2 separate regions of the Zea mays genome follow, and region 2 is linked to region 1. A link is a contact called in public Hi-C data. All regions are on one chromosome and are shown on one strand. Each heading gives the region's core, a stretch centred on a gene start, on an enhancer-like site or on the middle of the called end of the contact. The rest is flanking DNA. Distances are from core to core; before and after follow the strand shown. Region 1 holds the start of LOC100383038. Region 2 holds the start of LOC103647104 (phosphatidylinositol 4-phosphate 5-kinase 6).

The links. Hi-C and Micro-C count contacts between places; a contact is called where the count stands out from the background.
Region 2: a Hi-C map of ear shows a contact between it and region 1, with 2.6 times the contacts expected there. The contact joins the promoter of LOC103647104 here to the promoter of LOC100383038 in region 1. A contact is called at or near these places in 2 of 25 Hi-C or Micro-C datasets (ear and tassel).

Annotation. Positions count from the first base shown.
Region 1 is chr2:150,147,992-150,153,773 of Zm-B73-REFERENCE-NAM-5.0, forward strand. It overlaps LOC100383038, which reads left to right and starts at 1,368. Exons shown (of 1, transcript NM_001175715.1): 1 at 1,368-2,812. The coding sequence starts at 1,679. The coding sequence ends at 2,089.
Region 2 is chr2:150,328,532-150,334,147 of Zm-B73-REFERENCE-NAM-5.0, forward strand. It overlaps LOC103647104 (phosphatidylinositol 4-phosphate 5-kinase 6), which reads left to right and starts at 2,092. Exons shown (of 8, transcript XM_008671655.4): 1 at 2,092-3,659; 2 at 3,853-4,020; 3 at 4,134-4,299; 4 at 4,415-4,537; 5 at 4,638-4,831; 6 at 4,990-5,081; 7 at 5,175-5,232; 8 at 5,368-5,616. The coding sequence starts at 2,119.

The DNA of each region.
Region 1 (5,782 bases), core at 118-2,617:
GCGCACAACGAGACACTTGCAATAATTATAAAGAGACATTAGGCGTCGCGCGACGAAACGCACGACGGCATACGTCAACTGAACTGAATTTAAAACGAAATGTCGCGCGACGAAGCGCGCGACACAGATCATTAACAAAGATGAACTTAAATTGAATCGTCGCGCGACGAAGCGCATGACACAACACATCGACTAAACTAAAATTGAAAAAGGGATAAAGTTGAAAGTCGAACGCTGCGCAACTATAGTTGCGCGCGCGTCGGGGGCACACGAGGCCACGATGGGGCACGCGAGAGGGCTGCCAAGGCGCACGGCTGCCGGGGCACGAGGCGCGGGGGCCGAGCGCGCGGAACGCGGACGCCGGGGCACGGGGCCGGACGCGCGGGACGCGGGCGCGGGGGGCGAGCCGCAGGGGGTGCGCGGGGCCGCGGGGCACTAGGCCGCCGGGCGCGAGGCAGGGCCGCCGGGGAGGGCGTGGGGCGAGCCGCCGCAGAGCGCGGGCGCGCAGGGGCCACGAGCGCGGGGGCCTCAGGCGAGGCCGCCGGGGCGAGCCACCGCCAGGGCGCGGACGCGCGAGGCCACGGGGCCGCGAGCACGTAGGGGACGCGCACAGGGAACCCGCGCAGGGGAAAAGGAAGGGGAGGGGGAGGAGGAGAGAGAGGGAGAGGGAGAGGGAGAGGGGAGCTCACCTCGGGGTCCAAATCCGGCGATCACCGTCTCCAAAACCTAGGGCACCACGGGGGGAGAGAGAGAGGTTGCTGCGCGGGAGAAATCAAATGAGAGGAAGGGACCAGGGGGGCGCGCATGGGGAAGGGCACGGGTGCCAGGGGCGCGCCGGGCCGGGCCGGGCTGGGCTGGGACGCACCGCGGGCCAAAACCCCGTGGCACGCACAACCACAGATCGGGAATCAATCCACGAAGCAAAATCTGAAACGGAACTAAGCAACGCACACGATTAAGCACGAAATCAGACAAAGAAATATGATTCGGCATGATGCAACACTCATGACCACTTAGGTTTTGTTTACACATGACACGGACACCAGTCGCTATATTGCTTTGAAATTGGGAAGAAGGAGCGAAACAGGAAAAGAAAAGAGAGTAACGCCTGAATTTGGTGAGTAAAAAGAGGAAAAAATTCTACCCCTAAATTCAGGGCGTTACAGTCCCTTAGATGAAGAGTACGGCTCTGATACCAATTGAGAACACCTAGAGGGGGGTGAACAGGTGATCCTGTAAAATTCAACACTAAATTCTAACAAGCTTGATTAAGGAGATATTAGCGCAAGTTTAATCAAGTCTATGAGGCGAGCTCTTGCGAACACAAATAATCACAGAGAGAGCAATCACAAGAGACACACGACTTTATCCCGTGGTTCGGCCAAGTAACACTTTCCTACTTCCACGTTGTGGCGTCCCAATGGACGAGGGTTGCACTCAACCCCTTTCAAGTGATCCAATGATCAACTTGAATACCACGGTGTTTTCCTTAGAGTATTTTCCCGCTTGCGAGGAATCTCCACAACTTGGAGTCTCTCGCCCTTACAACAAGAATCACAATAAAGGCACAGAGTAAGGTTGGGAGAAGCAAAACACGCAAGACTCAAATACGCAGCACACCCACGCACACAAGTGAAGACTCGAGCTCAAATGACAACACAGGGAGTTCGCGACTCGAATGGAGCTCAAATCTCTAACACAACAAAGCGAATGCGCGGGAGTAGAGTTTGGATGCCTTAGAATACTTAGTGAATGCTTGGATTCCTCCTCCATGCGCCTAGGGGTCCCTTTTATAGCCCCAAGGCAGCTAGGAGCCTTTGAAGACCAACAAGGAAGGCTATCCTTGCCTTCTGTCGAGTGGCGCACCGGACAGTCCGGTGCGCGATCTCCTTCCAAAAATGGCATATTCGACCGTTGCTCCTCTGACCATTGGAGCAGTCCACATGTCGCGCGAAGATTGCGCGGCCGACCGTTGGTGCAGGCAACTGTTGGCTCATCGGACAGTCCGGTGAATTATAGCCACGTCGCCCCTTTGCTTTTTCCGAGGGCAACGAGTTCACCACGGATGACTCATCGGACAGTCCGGTGAATTATAGTCGTACGCCGCCGTCGAATCCCGAGAGCGGCATTTTCACCGGAGACCAGCCTGGCGCACCGGACAGTCCGGTGTGCCAGGCCGAGCTGGACTTCGGCTGCACACAGCCAAGTCTTTTGCAATTCGTTTCTTTTCTTCTCTACTCTGTTTCTAACACTTAGATAAATACATTAGTATACAAAAACCAATTACTAAGTCTAGAAACATATCTTGTTATATAATTTGCACTTTTTGCTTGTTTGTCACATAGCAGCTCATTTACTATGTGTTAGCCATTTAATCACCAAAACATTATAGAAATGGCCCAAAGGCACATTTCCCTTTCAGATCCGACGACCCTGGGTCATCACCCACCAGGATACCGACCCAGCCCACACGGCGGACCCAGCCCATACACCGGAGTACTGCATGCCACAAATCACATGCCTATAACCCAATTCGAGCGCTGCTACTTGATGCAGGGGACAAGGCAAAGCTAGAAGAGGATTTTCTTACCACGAATTATGGCGCAGAGACAACCGCCCATGGTGCAGCGCGACCCAGATGCAAGAATCGGACGTCGGCGACCAATCGAGGGTTCCCCCGATCCTAGCTCCGCCCACCAAAGCTCCGTGCAGGTTCACGACAACCAGGCAGAGCCCCTCAACCAACAATGCCCCCCCCCCCCATTTTACGCACACGCGGATTTCTCTCAATCCCAGCTCCGACGGAAGACTCTTGAAGGCACGGTGACGGAACCACGGCCGCACCAGAGCTTTTATAAGCCTTAGAAACGGGGCGACAGGGACGGAGTCCGCATCCTAACAACCTAGCACCAAACCTCCCCAAGAATCTCAGTGCGACCCCGCGCAATTGACTGGGTTCAGTATTCCTCCGGTTGTTGCGAAGCGGCGAGAAAGACGGGGACGACGCCGACCCGACGGCCCTACACGGCAGTGGCCGGGTACACAAGAGCGTGCGGATTCACAGACAAAAGGGCCCCGCGAGCCAGTGGTCGCCGGACGATCCCGCGCGCTCGAGAAAGTAGACGACGAACGGGTCCCATACTCCCATAGCGCAGCGACCCAACTCCGTGGCCTCACGCGGACACGTTAGAAACCTGCCAGGCGGGGTCCGCGCAGCAGTCACAGGGGAGGGCGCGCGTGAAAGGTAGCGGCAGGCGGGAGACATGCAAATGGGCCGAGCGTCGCTAGATCCGACCCAGGTGGGGTTTTCTATTTTCTCTATTTCCTTTCTTTTTATTTCCAAATTTCAAACTAAAATTTAAACTCTGGTTTTGAACTTCAAATTTTCAAGTGGCAGAAATAATCCAAATGTGAATATTAACTCTACTGTTTACACTACTACTATTTATTCTACTCCGTATTATTTATTTATGGAAGGAATAAATAATTTTATTAAAATTTCCTTTCTCATTTTCTGTTTTATACCTTCATTTATAATTTGAGGTCAAATTTAAGTTATGATTCCTTATTTCAATAAAATGCTTCACAACAAATTCATAAGCATGGAGTGCTCAATCCCTTATTTATTTAACACTTTATCCTTCCCATTATATGCCTCTAGATATTATGATAAAACACATGAAGCAATATCTTGTTTGGGAAAATATTTTCTAATGTAAACTACACCAAGATATGTTTTTAGCTTGATTTTTTAGAGAATACTTTTAATTTGATAGTGGGATAACTAACTTCATATGGGTACCTTTTATTGAACTCTTTATTAGGAGGGATATGACTTCAATAGTTTTTAAAAAATATATATTCTAACTCAAAATCTTTGGAAAATTTTACCTAATCGTAAAAAATGAGATTTCGAGGTGTTACAGCCTAACACACGAAAGTGACCTTACTCATTTTAATTTTTTGATCGACCTGCCTCATGGCTATTAATTATGGCAGTTTTTCTCTCCAACCGCTAGCTGTTACAACAATCCTGTGAAATCGTTAAAACGGATCACTTATATGTCATATGTGGTGAATGGTAGAGGAAAGAATTCAGAAGGAGTGCATGCTTGTATCCGCTATGGGATCTTCTCACCTAACATTTAGCAATTGCAACAAGGCGCATGCACACACAGTAGCACTAGCGCGAGAAATGCATACGTACGTATAGAGGGAGGGGTACAATATAATAATGAAAACACTAGTTCATTAATATACTTTTCCAGTATAATAAGTATATGGTAGTCTATTGATATTCTGAGACCAACACAGGTACAAACAAACACCAACGACATGTCACGCATTATTACATGTACATAAATATATTTAATTTAACGGGCGTGACTTATCCAGAGTACTTTTGCCTTCGTTCCAAAAAGTATATATATGACTTATGCCAGGTCAAATAGCATTCCAAGACAGAATTGTGCCGGCGTCGTCGGTGTTGATGAACCGGGATTGGGGTCGTAAGTAGCGCACACCTTCATAGCGCCTTCACTTTTGAGAGAGATTGGGTGGTCAGGGAAACCAGGCGTTGACGCTGGAACGGATTTGTAGGGACCATTGATGCCGGGAATACTAGTAGAGGGGAGGTACAGGCATTCGCTGCTGCTGTTGGCCTGCTCAAAATACATCTTCATGCCTTCAATCAAGGAGATCAGGTCAGGGAAGCCAGGGGGGCAACGGTTTTGGGATGGTGCCGCCGGGACTGTTGGAGCAGCACTCGGAGATTGGCCATGCACTGGAACAGTTAAAGCGAGTTCCATGGCCAGGAACAGGAGCGAAGGATAAGCAATGGAGTTGTTGGATGCCATGGCGGATGGATGGTTGCTTGTGTGTGTGTGTTTGTTCCTGTATTTATAGGCCATCTGCAGGCGATCTCCTCCGTACAAGTAACAAGTTTTGCCCATGGCGGAGCATCTAGTTGGCCAGCCAGGTTTAAGGATGTATACGTTGCATTGAACATACACAAATAATCAACAATGTACGTTACTATATTTTAATTTGTCAAACCAAATAAGTCTCAACAGCATTAGGTCAACTCCATCAGGCCCAATAAAGACTACGCAGTTATTAAAAGAAAAAGGCCCATCGGTTCGCACTTGTACACGTACTAGCATTACTTTTGGTGCTTCTCTCCCAACTACTACTTGCGTTTTTTCAGCTTCCTATAATATATATGTGAAAAGGCTAGTAAAAATCATGAATTCTACCGGCGATAACTCTTGTAGAGAACCTTCAGAGTTCAGAGTACAACTAGTTTTCCTGAGAAAACTAGCTACTTGTATAAATGTATTTACGCTAGAGCTTAATTAGGTTAAGAAAACCGTCTGTGTAAATTTGTATGCCATCCATCGCAGGCATGCAGGCGATCGCTCGGCATAAGTTTTGCCTTGGCGTACCACACGTACGTAGCTCTACATGTCGCAAATGTCCGGCTGGTGGCGGCACGCCACTGAAGAAAGCATAGCTTTCAACGATGCAGCAAACGACTTGTAGACGATCGTCCCATCCTAGCTTGTTCCGTACTCTAGGGCTTCTTCAAGCGTCCGCGCATTGCAGAGGCATGCACGCTTGCCTACGGCTCATGCCAGGACTAGCCTTGTGTTGAGCACTATACGTGACACCTAGGGCTACCGGACGGTCGGTCCACGATTTGATTAACTTGGAACGGAACGATGGTTCTTATCCGTATCTTATCCATATTACGCGGAAATCTATTGGGAAGCGTCTGGTAATG
Region 2 (5,616 bases), core at 842-3,341, 180 kb after region 1:
GTTTGAACTTGTTTTTCACCAAAATAGGCATCACATATCTAGTGTCATGTTCCCATATTCATCAACAAAATGGTTGTGCTGAAGTGCTAAAGTTAAATATATAGTTATAGCCAACACCTTTATGTGGGTGTAGTTCTATAAAAGCTAAAGATTTCTTGTCCTCTTGCTGCAATGATTTAGTGTGAAACTGTTAGAACAACCTATATTATAGTTAATCTAATGTTAATATTGAATTTTTATTTTTATGAGAGAAAGAGTAGGCAGATAACTTTTGGAGATCAAAATCATATCTACAAAATATTAAGTTGCAGATGGCTTTACCAAAGCACTAACTATGTAGAAGTTGGCTTCGTTTAGGGATAGTCTTGTGTAAGTTATGATTAAGGGAGAATGTTAGAGTAGAATGTGCTTGTATATCATGCTACAACTATGACCATATCAGATCAGTGGTTTGCACGGTTGTTTTATAATAGAGGAAGACCTTAACCTACTCTGGTTAAAGATAGCATAGAATCAAGTTAATTTGACCTAGAGACAGTAAAGATATAATAGAAGATGATCAAGGTAATTGTTCCTGAGTCAGACTCGCTCTCATGTTGTAATTTGCTAGCACTATTCTGCCTATATCTACTTAAGGGGTGTTTGATTTGTAGAGTCAATCTATTCTAGATGAGGTGGTGCATCATGAGTCCATTTCATAAATTTAGTGGAATAAACTCATTCCTCGTATTATTATTAATTATAAGCCTATGAGGAATGAAGTTGTGATGGATCAATCTATTCTAGGGATGGCAATTGGACCCATGGGTATGGATACCCACGGGTTTCATACCCGGTGGACATGGATACGGGTTTGAAATCTCACCTGTGGATCCTATCGGGTCGAGTACCCGAAATACGTCGGGTAGGGTACGGATAGTATATTTTACCCATGGATATCCACTGGATACCCGAAATATTAATTCATAATTTTACATGTTGTGTTTTTCAGTTTTTGGCCCATGAAGCAAAGAAAAGAAGCCCAATTCAGTGAACCGGCTAAGGGCTAACCCTAACTCCCTAACCTAAGTTCCCTTCCCTTCCCTACGCCCACCCCGCGAGGCCACCACCCGTGACCTGCTAGCCGCCATCGCCCTGCCCCTGCGCCCAGCGCCCCTGCCCTGCCCCTACGCCAGCGCCCCAGGCCCCAGCCGCCACTCCCAGCCGGCCAGCCCCGCCCAGCCGCCACCAGTCCAGCCCGCTGCGGTGCTCCTGCCCCGAGCGGCCGAGCTGCGGCTGCGGCCTGCGCCCCTGCGGCGTCCTCGAGGCCCGACCGCCCAGCTGCGCCTGCGCTCCTCGGCTCCTGCGCCGTCCGCCCGTCACCGAGGCCCGCGCGTCCACCGGATACCCGATACCCGACGGATACCCGTTGGGTACGGGTATGTGTCCATTTTACCCAATTGACTTGGTGGGTATGGATATTTGTATAAGGGTCGAGTATGACATCGGGTCAGGTATTATCATACCCGAACACAACCCGACCCGCTGCCATCCCTAATCTATTCCATTCTACAAACCAAACAAAAAAAGAAGAGGGTGAGAAAAATGATAGATTATCTTATTTCTCAAACTGAACATGCCATAGTCTTCCTCGACTTAATACGCCAGGATAAATAACTTAAACTTGGTGTTGTGTTTTGTTACAATTATTAGGCTTGCTCTAATAAAGATTTCAATTTTATTGTTCCTCCCAGCATCACAGCTGGACCATTAATGTCAGAGAGACAGAGACAAGTATAGTATCAGTCTCTGGAGAAAGACAAATGCCACAAACACAATGTAGGTCTACAGCCTAGCCTAATGGAGAGGAGCTGTTTGACCCGCGTGTCGCACAGGGCTAACTCCAAAGCTCAGGTCAACGAGCTGCTGCTGGTCTGGAGGACAGCAACTGATGCCTTTGCCGTGCCATGGAAAGAATTGAAAAGGTATCAACCATCTGCTGGCCTGGAAAAAGCTTGGAGCAGGAAGAGAGAAATGGTGGCATGGCAATATGGCATGCATTCCCATGCGCAGTGCACAACACAATGCCTGGACTGGATTCAATTCAACGGCCGAGGCGCTGCCTCCGCTTCCCTCCAAATGTTGCGCTCCCGAGCTCTCCTCGGCAGCCTCCCACCCCCGAGTCGCCCCGACAACTCCTCCCAGCCTCCAACCACCGAGAGCGTAGAACTCGTAATCCAAGGCCAGCGCGCGCACGCCATTGCCTCGCCCCGTCCCGCTCCGGCGCCCCCCCACCGCCAGCATGCACAGGCTCGCCCCGCCCCGGTCGTGCTGAGACGACGTACCTATACTATACACATACACACGGACACACCAAACGACGCCAACGTGGCGACGTCGGCGAGGAAGATGAGCCAGCTCCCCGCCCCGGCCAGCCGGCTGTGGGAAGCGAGCATCCGCAAGCTCCAGACCATCCGCCGCGCGACGACAGCCACAGGGCCCGCGGCCGACGGCGCCGATGGCGGGGCCGCCCTCACGCCCAGTCTCCTCTCCATCAATTCCTCCTCCGCGTCCAGCACTATCTACCAGTACCACCACGAGGACGGCGAGGACAGCGACACGAGCACCGATGGCGGCAACGATTCGGAAGCCGGCGAGGACGAGGACGCCGGCGAGCCCACGCACGCGGAGCAGCTGCTGCCCAGCGGGGACTTCTACCAGGGCGACCTGCGCGGGGACCAGCCGCACGGCGCGGGCAAGTTCCTCTGGACCGACGGCAGCATGTACGAGGGCTCCTGGCGCCGCGGCCGCGCGTCCGGCCGCGGCAAGTTCTCATGGACCTCGGGGGCCACCTACGAGGGCGACTTCGCCGGCGGGTACATGCACGGCCAGGGCACCTACATCGGCGAGTTCGGGGACACCTTCGCGGGGCTCTGGGCCAACAACCTCCGCCACGGCCGGGGCACGCAGGCGTACGCCAACGGCGACGTGTACGACGGCCACTGGCGCGACGGCCTGCAGGACGGCCACGGGCGCTACATCTGGCGCCACGGCCACGAGTACATCGGCACCTGGAGGGCCGGCGACATGCACGGCTGCGGGACCGTGATCTGGGCGGACGGCGACCGCTACGACGGCGCCTGGGAGGACACCAGGCCCAAGGGCCAGGGCACGTTCCGCTGGGCCGACGGCGGGATGTACATCGGCACCTGGTGCGAGGAGGCCGGCGCCGTGCACGCCGACGGCGTCTACTACCCGCCGTCCGGTGGCCCCGCGGTGCCCGTGCCCCGCGAGCCCTGCGACCCCATCACGGCGCTGCTCCAGGAGCTAGAGGTGTGCGAGGGCAAGACGGCGTCGCTCATGCCGTCGCAGAAGGTCCTCACGTGGCCCGGCGTGGAGGCCGTGCAGAAGAAGCCGGTGTGGCGCCCGCCCAAGGTTAGCCTTGACCAAGGCAGGAGGTCCAGCGTGAGCAGGAGGAGCAGCGCGTCGCTGGACCTGGACATGCTGCAGCCGGCCGCCGCCGAGGGTGGCGAGACCGAGGAGGTGCGCGCGGACAGGTCGTGCCTGCGGACGTCGTCGTGCATGCGCACGCCGCCGAGGCCGGGCAAGAAGCAGGGGGAGACCATCTCCAAGGGGCACAGGAACTACGAGCTCATGCTCAACCTGCAGCTTGGCATCAGGTGTGTAAGTGTTCTACTCTGCTTCGTCTTGGACTGTATGCCATTGCACTTTCGCGATTCGCACGCTACATATTTATCTCCTGATCATCTGACATTTGCAGGCTATATATTTTATCTTCTGATCATCTGAATCATTGCTGCCTTTCCGAATCTGATTCAAATCATTGAATTGAATTTGAAATTTGGAACACAGGCACGCTGTTGGTAGGCAGTCAGCGCCAAATACGCTGGATCTCAAGTCATCGGCATTCGATCCAAAAGAGAAGATATGGACAAGGTTTCCTCCCGAAGGATCAAAGCATACTCCTCCTCACCAGTCCTGCGATTTCCGGTGGAAAGACTACTGCCCCCTGGTTTTCAGGTCTTCCGATCAATCAATACTGACAGAGACGCTGATGATGATCTCTTGGTTCTTTGCATTGACGAAGTTAACTGATCTGATACCGCTGCTGCTTCCTTTGCACTTTGATCCAGGACTCTGCGCAAGCTCTTCGACGTCGATCCAGCAGACTACATGATCTCCATTTGCGGGGACGAGGCGCTCCGGGAACTGTCGTCTCCTGGTAAGAGCGGGAGCTTCTTCTACCTCACGAACGATGACAAGTACATGATCAAAACGATGAAGAAGGCAGAGGTTAAAGTAAGCTCATTTGATCCATGCATCCAAACTAGTTTATTAAACGTTGAAAAAAAACTTAGTTTGCGAGTTACATTATTATGATTGAACTTGCGTTTTCCTTTTCTCATGCGAACAGGTGCTCCTTAGGATGCTTCCAGCCTACTACAAACACGTCCGCTTTTTCGAAAACACTCTGATCACTAAATTCTTCGGCCTGCACTGCGTCAACGTCAAGCTTACAGGAGCTATCCAGAAAAAGGTCAGGCTGCGACCAGCAACCTGTAATATAAATTTCACATAATTTAAATCCAGCAGCATCAGTTCCTAACCCACCCGTGAAATCTGATGGACTATTACAGGTCCGGTTTGTTATAATGGGGAACCTTTTCTGCTCCAGCTACGCGATCCACAGGCGCTTCGACCTGAAAGGGTCCTCGCATGGTCGCATGACTGACAAACCCATCGATCAGATCAGCGAGCACACAACGTTGAAGGATCTCGATCTTAATTTCATCTTCCGGCTGCCAGGGACCTGGTTTGAGGAATTCTGCAGGTGGACAGCAAGTTACTGTACTACTGGATATATATGCCTTCATGCTTGTTGCTTTAAGAATGAGAACTATGTTACCAAAAACTGTTTCAAAATCACAGCTGAATTGAAAGAAACCCAAGAATTCCGTGCAGTAGCTAATGGCTTGTATCTCCTTGCAGGCAAGTGGACAAAGACTGCGAATTACTGGAGGCGGAGAGGATCATGGATTATAGTCTTTTGGTCGGTATTCACTTCAAGGACAGATGCAAAGATAAGTTAAAACGATGCATGCTTCTCACACATGCTTGGAGCTGCAAGATGCATTTGGAGTTAGGAGACTGAAAAATCTATTTGGTTGTTACAGACAGCAGCAATGGTGACAATGGGACGTCACAGAATGCTGAAGATTCTGAAGAAAACAGGTAAAGTTAAAATAAAATTTGCCGAATTATCACAATTTACTGTTTGTATGTATTTTGCATAGCTTATAATTGGGAAGAAGGCCCTAGAATTGGTCTAACATAGGATGGCTAACATGCTAGTTGTGATCCATGCAGAAAAGGACCATTGAGACTAGGGATCTGCATGCCCTCGAGGGTGGAGAACGTAGTGAAGAACCCTGAGAGTGAATCTCCGCTCATTGGCGAGCCCACAGGCGAGTTCCAGGACGTCATCCTGTTCTTTGGAATCATCGACATCCTGCAGGACTACGATATCAGTAAGAAGCTGGAGCACGCTTACAAATCCATGCAGTACGACCCCAACTCCATATCAGCTGTTGACCCGAAGCAATACTGCAAGCGGTT